2 separate regions of the Gossypium hirsutum genome follow, and region 2 is linked to region 1. The links are chromatin contacts, called in public Hi-C maps. All regions are on one chromosome and are shown on one strand. The core of a region is the stretch at or near the end of the contact, and the rest is flanking DNA. Distances in the headings are between cores, read along the strand shown. Region 1 holds the start of LOC107933052. Region 2 holds the start of LOC107933116 (ras-related protein RABD2a).

What was found. A called contact is a pair of places that touch in the nucleus more often than the background predicts.
Region 2: a contact with region 1 is called in a Hi-C map of petal, with 2.3 times the contacts expected there. The contact joins the promoter of LOC107933116 here to the promoter of LOC107933052 in region 1. A contact is called at or near these places in 2 of 34 Hi-C or Micro-C datasets (leaf and petal).

Annotation. Positions count from the first base shown.
Region 1 is chrA12:17,984,509-17,988,018 of Gossypium_hirsutum_v2.1, forward strand. LOC107933052 reads left to right here and starts at 1,577. Exons shown (of 13, transcript XM_041084258.1): 1 at 1,577-1,691; 2 at 1,777-1,839; 3 at 1,923-2,027; 4 at 2,124-2,210; 5 at 2,299-2,856; 6 at 2,947-3,426. The coding sequence starts at 1,602. LOC107933042 (pentatricopeptide repeat-containing protein At3g50420) reads right to left here and starts at 1,477. Exons shown (of 1, transcript XM_016865193.2): 1 at 1-1,477. The coding sequence starts at 1,287.
Region 2 is chrA12:18,172,912-18,176,421 of Gossypium_hirsutum_v2.1, forward strand. LOC107933116 (ras-related protein RABD2a) reads right to left here and starts at 1,590. Exons shown (of 6, transcript XM_041082556.1): 1 at 1,277-1,590; 2 at 413-485. The coding sequence starts at 1,308.

The sequences.
Region 1 (3,510 bases), core at 327-2,826:
GTCAGCACAAGCACTTAATACACCACTGAGAACAAAGCTATCAATTTTGTACCCCATTTGACACATTTCAACCAACAATCTAATAGCACTCTCCCCATCAGCCAATCTAGAATAACCCATAATCATTTCAGTCCAAACCATCACATCTTTCTTCAAGATCATACTAAAAACCTTCTGAGCAGATTCACTACCACCATTTCTAAAATACATGGACACAAGGGCAGTTCCTACAAAAACACTACTTTCCAAACCTGATTTTGTAATTTGACCGTGCAGGGGCTTCCCATAATCAGATGCCAAGAGTGCACTAGTTGCAGAAATGACAGCAGCAAAAGTGTATTCATCAGGCTTAAGAAAATACATTCCCTTCAACTCAACAAACAGCTCCATGGCTCTTATGCCATCTCCATGCTCTGCCAATCCCGCGAGCATTGAATTCCAAGAAACCAAATCAAAGTTTTGAATCCTGCTAAAAACCTTCAACCCCATTTCAATATCACCACAATTGCAATACATGTCAAGCAAGGCATTTTGCAAAGGTAAATCAACTACTATATTAGAAACGACAACTCGGGCATGGATAATTTTCCCACACTCATAATTTCCCAACTTACCGCAAGCATTTAACACCATGGAATAGGTAAATGGAGTTGGAAAAACCTCAAACTTCATCATATCAAAAAAGAGAGCCAGCCCTTCCTTTATCTTATCATTCCTCAAGTATCCAAATATTGTAGAATTCCAAGAAACGACATCCTTGCCATCTATGCCAGCAAAAACTTCATTAGCAGATACCAAATCCCCAAAATTCGAGTACATCCCAAGTAACGAAGTTTGAACACAAACATCACCTAGAAATCCAGACTTCAGAAGAAGAGCATGTAGCGACGAACCAATCAATCTATCCTGAACCAATGAAGCAGCTTGTAACAAGCTCGTGAATGTGGCACCATTAGGCCTTAAATACTCAAAACCCATCTGGGAAACCAATCCAAAGGCTAAATTAGCATGGTTTACAGATCGAGAATACGCGGAAATGAGCGCATTGTATGAAACTACATTTCTATGGGGAGTTTTATCGAACACTTTCTTGGCATCTGAAAGGGAGTTGCATCGAGAGTACATAGATACAAGGTTGTTGTGGAGGTAGGGGGACGGGAAGTGGAGGCATGTTGTGGAGGTGGTCAGTAGGAAAGCGTGGAGTTGACGCGCTTTTTTGACTGTTGTTATGGAGCTGCATTTTTGTACGAGGGACGCTAGATAGCAGCTTTCGTATGACGGTAGCATGCACGCGGCCAAGGAGGTTTCTCAGTTCTGCAACTCTATGAACTGAATCAATCCTAAGTACAGTGTTCGGTCCCCCAAACAATTCTGTGTCGTGGATCGATCCTCAAACCCTGTTCTTAGAAATAAATGAATGAGTAAATAAATAACTAAAATAACATTACCGAAGATGAAAAATTGGGTTGGATTTACTGTTTTCCTTTCAATTTGATTCCTAAATTAAAGAAAGACAATGAATTCAATAAAAGTATAAAACTTGCCCAACTTGGTAATTTTACACTTGTATATAAATACAACATTGCGGTTCTTTAAGAAAAATGGGTAAAAAAATGTCTTCACCGTCGCTCACTGAGTCTCAATTTATTCGTATCTGCCGTCTGATCAACGATTCTCTCCATCCTTTCACCGTCCGTTCCATTCTCCTCCAAAATTTCAATTTCCCCTTCATTTTCTTTCTCTTTAATCTTATTGTTATTACTTTTGCTATGTTAGGTATCAGAGAATTTGTCTTTCAGCAAACAAGAAGAGAAAAACCTTCTTCTCATTCTCTCTCAGGTTCCCCTCTTTTCTTCTTCTCTAAAACTCCTACATTGAACCTCCTTTCATTACTTAACTCTATTGTCTGGTTCTATTTTCAGGTCTCAAATGAAATTCGCCGCTTGATTCCGTCGGCTCACATATCTTCTCCATTAAACCCAAACTCACAAAACCCCCATTGTTTATCCAAATCAATATCTCACCTGGTACTTTCTTTTTCTTTACTATTTTGTTAATTTTTGTAGTTTTTTCTTGAAATCCCAAATCGCCAAATCACATTAATTCTCAAATTTTCCTTTCAGATTCCTTTGTTAACTCTGGAAAGCCTATACGTTCAACATTTAGCTGGCAATGTGCTCGTTACCTTCTCTGAATTTCTAGCCTCATCTGTATGTTAATCAATTTAAAGATTTTATTTATAACTTTGAAGTTTGTTTTTTCCCTCCTTTTTATTAGGTTCTTTTCTTGTTATTGTAGGTAAAAACCTGGGAATTTTTTATCCATTCGCTCTCTATATGCTTAGAATTATCAATCTCGAACATATCTTCGTGTTCTTTTGAACCTTCAATAACTGGAGCTGGAGGTTCTGGTTCTGACTTATTGAATCTTGTAGGTTTATTTAAATCTAAGTTGAAAAATACCAGCTTGTTTACAGTAGCTGGAATTATCCGCACATTAAGAAATATACTGAAGTTTTTGAAGGAAGAGTGTGATGATGAGCTTGTTCTTGTGCTTTTAAATTCGATAAGCTTTTTCATTTCGAATGTGCCTTGGGATTCAATGGACGAGATCTTTGGTGGAAATGGTGGTGAAGATGATGAACGGAATACTTTGTTCTTGGGGAATTTTATTCAGCTACTATCTTCATTTGTTGACCAAATTAGTTTTGCGGAAGGGTTAGACGATTCCCTAGATAAGAATGTGATTCTTTCCAAAATTATCAACCTAGTGCCTAAACTTCTATATTGGTGCCTTCGCAAGGAAGGCAAATGTGTCAACACGTGCATCTCTCGGTACTTCAGCCACAAATTATTGGTATGTGAATGTAGATGTTTTGCTGCTAACCAATCCTGTTTTACTTTCACATACAAGCAGTCTAATTTGATTGACTTAAGCATTTTGCAGGTTTTGATGATCAGACTTAGTTTACAAATACCCCTAGATTTTTTGGTTCTTGTTTCCTGGTTGCAGCTTCTCCATAGATACTTTGAAGACCTTTTGTATCAACCTTTAACTGATGTCATGAATCAGGATGATTCTCTAGAGGACTCTCCTTTTATGTTAAGTAATTTTGATGGAGAGGTGCATAGCATGCACTCTCGCCATTTACAAAGACAGGCCATTTTTCTTTTCTTGAGGTGTTCCTTCAGTTTGATAAATCTTGGAAAAGCCACTAGGAAGCATTATTCTAGTGCAACTGTGAAGTCATCCATAGATGTTGATGCAATTTCAGAGCACAGTTGTTATGGTAGAGAGAAAGGTTTGTTAGAGCTTTATGCATGGCTTTCGGGACATGTTCTGGTCGATAAGCTTGTTGCCCATGAAATGTACAGGGAGAAGTCCATAAACTTCTCATTTTCCCTCCTCAAACTGTATACGCATGAGGTCAGTTTGCTGCAGCATTGAAACTTTGTTAAACACTATGTGTTGTTCCTTTGTCTCTTTGCGTGTTCCTTTTCCTGAAAATTA
Region 2 (3,510 bases), core at 340-2,839, 190 kb after region 1:
CTGTTCACTTACAAAATCAACCCCAATGGTGCTTATGTAGCTTTCTACATATGAATCATCCTGCATAAAAGAAATTACAAAATCATAGATTCATGATTTTGTCCTGCATAACCATCTGGGAATATCCAAAATTCCACATGTTTGATATCTTGATATACAACTAAATATAGTGACAAGATTCTGAGGCCACAACTGTCTATGTCCAAACTCGTGAAGTTCACATTTTACTCTCTCAAGACACATGTTATATGCAGTAAAACTTTTTAATGAATCATTATTACAATCTAACATCATACATGGATATAAGCATTCAGGGCAATCATATAAGAACCTAAGAATGTACGACAAGGAAAATAGATCTCTATAATGTAGACATTTACTTTCAAATGACAACGTAAGTCAAGAAACTTACAGCAAATCTCAAAAGAAGACAAGATTTTTCAACACCAGAATCTCCAATAAGCAGAAGCTTGAACAGGTAGTCACTGCAGAAGATTGCAACCAGATAATATCAATATCTGTTCCAATGATGCATAAAAATAACATCAACAACTATAACATGTTTAACATAAAATTTTATATTCGCCAAAAGAGGCCTAATCCCCAAACCCAATCTCTCATAAACCAAACCTAAAGTTTAACTTGTCAGCGTTAAAATGCCAATTAACCAAATTAAGTGCCCAAAGATTAGCCTTAGAATGCCAAGCAATTATCGGTTGACTCCTGATTTTACTGGTGCATCAAGAAAGTGCAATTCAAAATGAATTTCGATTTCAAACAAATTAGAGTAAGTCATCATCATTCACTCATATATACATACATAATGAGCACATTTTTTAAGACAGATTTGCTTCTTCAATACACATAATCGATTTAGCAATATGTTAACAAAATATAACAAATTATTTACAAAAGAATAATATACCTCTTTGAATCTAATTATAATCAACTAAATGCAGAATTCAACAAGTAATTTAAAATGTGAAATCAGTATTATATAGATATATACCTCTTTGAATCTAATTATATTTGGATGCTTTAAAGACCTATGGTTCATAATCTCCCTCTGCACATGTTCATCTATCTGTATAGTAAAAGAAACCCTTGAAATCAATCCATTGAGTCTAAACAAGAAAAAAGGAGCCCAATTTAGCCCATGAATAAAAAGAAAATGCAAACAGATACAAGATCATGAACATTAACCGTAGAAATCAGAATTGTAAATATGAAATGAAAGGAAAAAGAAAAGAAAAGAAAAGAAAATCCTAGCACGTACCTTGGGTCCTCTTTTAATATACTTGACCGCATATGTCGACGGAGATATAGCCGCGGGCTACCGACGGAGATGTAGAGGGCTATCGATTTGGGGAAACTGGGGGAAAAAATAAAGGGAATCGGGGTAGGGGAGAAATGGTTTGGGAAAAATAAAATGGGGAAAAAAAAGAGAAGAAATTTCAGGCAAAGTTTTAGGATTTCTTTGGGGAGGGGGAGGGAACCGATTTTGGGAAAAAGAAAGGAGGGAAAAAAGAAGATATTTCATGCCAAATTTTGGGATTTCGGGGCGAAGGGAGGAACCGATTTTGGGAAAAAGTCTTAAGGCATTGTGGGTAACAAAACGGTGTCGTTTTATGTAAGACTTTTTGTGGCCGTGAAAAGTTATTCTCCTTTACACAAAATGGCACCGTTTTGCTTCGTTAAAAATTCCTTATTTTGTTTTAATACATATAAACTTTATCATTATTTCTTAAATAATTTAAACTATATTGATAATTTTAATATATTAAAATAAATATTATCTTCTTTACAATTTTATAAGAAATTAATTAATATATAAATTAAAAAAATCAGTCATATACCTAAAAAAACTTTAAAATTATTTTAATTAATAGTATTTTTTTTCATTTTTGACATGTATTTTTCTATGTTTTTACTTTCAAATTTTTTCGCAGTAAAATCGAAATGTTGCTTCAATTTTTCAACAGTAAACCCTAAATTTTAAACCCCAAATCATAAACCTACACCCTAAACCCTAAATATATATATTACAACGGATAAAAGCAATTAAAAAAGATTCTTATTGCTTACCTAAACCCTAAAATAATTTGATTTTTGTTATTTTATCAAAAACCCTAACCCTTAAACCTTAATAGCTTAACCCCTAAAACCATGACCAGTACTACGACCCTAACTATAAAACAAAAAACCATAAAACCAAAAACCAAAAACTCTAAACCCAAAATAATAAACATTATATCATAAACCCTAAACCCCTAAACCATGAGCATTAAACCTTAAATCTTAAATCATAAACTCTAAACCCCAAAATAATAAACACTATATCATAACCCATATCCCTTAAACCCTAAACCCTTAACCCCAACCCTTAAACCATAATTAAATATTTAATTATATGTATACACCTAAATTTTGATAGAGATACATCTCAGAATTATATATGAATTTTGGTTTAATGTGTAATTGTAGACGTGAAATTCAAATTGTGGTTTAAATGTATAGTTGAAACTTTAATTTTGATTTAATCATACATATTTTAAAAAATAAATACATCAATATATTTTTATATTGAATAAATATAAATATTTATGTATGCAATATATAAATATAAAATGATGTTATATCAATAATTGTATTCATAATTTATGCTTTTGGGATTTAACCCATTGCACACTAAACCATTGTTCATGTATTCTTTTGGGATTTATCCCATTTTGATATATATATTTTTTAAAATAATAATTTATATTTATCTTATTTAGATTTATATTATAAAAAATCCAAGATATACAAGTTAATTAAGTAGTTCACCATATTTACCCCTAAACCCAACCTCTAAACCCCAAACCCTAAACCCTAAACCCCAAACCATAAACTCTAAGCCATAAACTCTAAATCCTAAACCTTAAACCATAACCCATAAACTAAATTTAAAAATGCCGGTAATATTCGATCTATAGCGGCGTTGTTTAAAAAGCACCGCTAATGGTCGACCTATAGCGGCGTTTTTCAAAAAGCGCCGCTAATGCCACTAAAGTTCACATAAAACAACGGCATTGTGCTTAATTTTTTTGTGGCGTTTTTTAAAAAAGCACCACTAATAGTCGACCTATAGCGGCGTTTTTCAAAAAGCACCGTTAATGCCACTAAAGCTCACATAAAACGACGGCATTGTGCTTAAATTTTTTTATGGCATTTTTTAAAAAGCGCTGCTAATGGTCAACCTATAGTAGCGTTTTTCAAAAAGCACCACTAATGCTCGATCTATAGCGGCGTTTTTGGTCCTAGTGCCGCTAAAAATGCCGCTAAAAACCTATTTTGCTGTAGTGTGAGTATTTGAATCTTTGTTTTGCAAACCATTAAACTGAACAAACTGTTGGATCATCTGAATAGTGTTCGGCTTTAGTTCGAAGTTATTCGCAGCAATAGTAGGTCTCATGATACTCGATTCAGCCCCAGTTAGAGTGGGCTTGGCATAATTGTACATAGTATGAG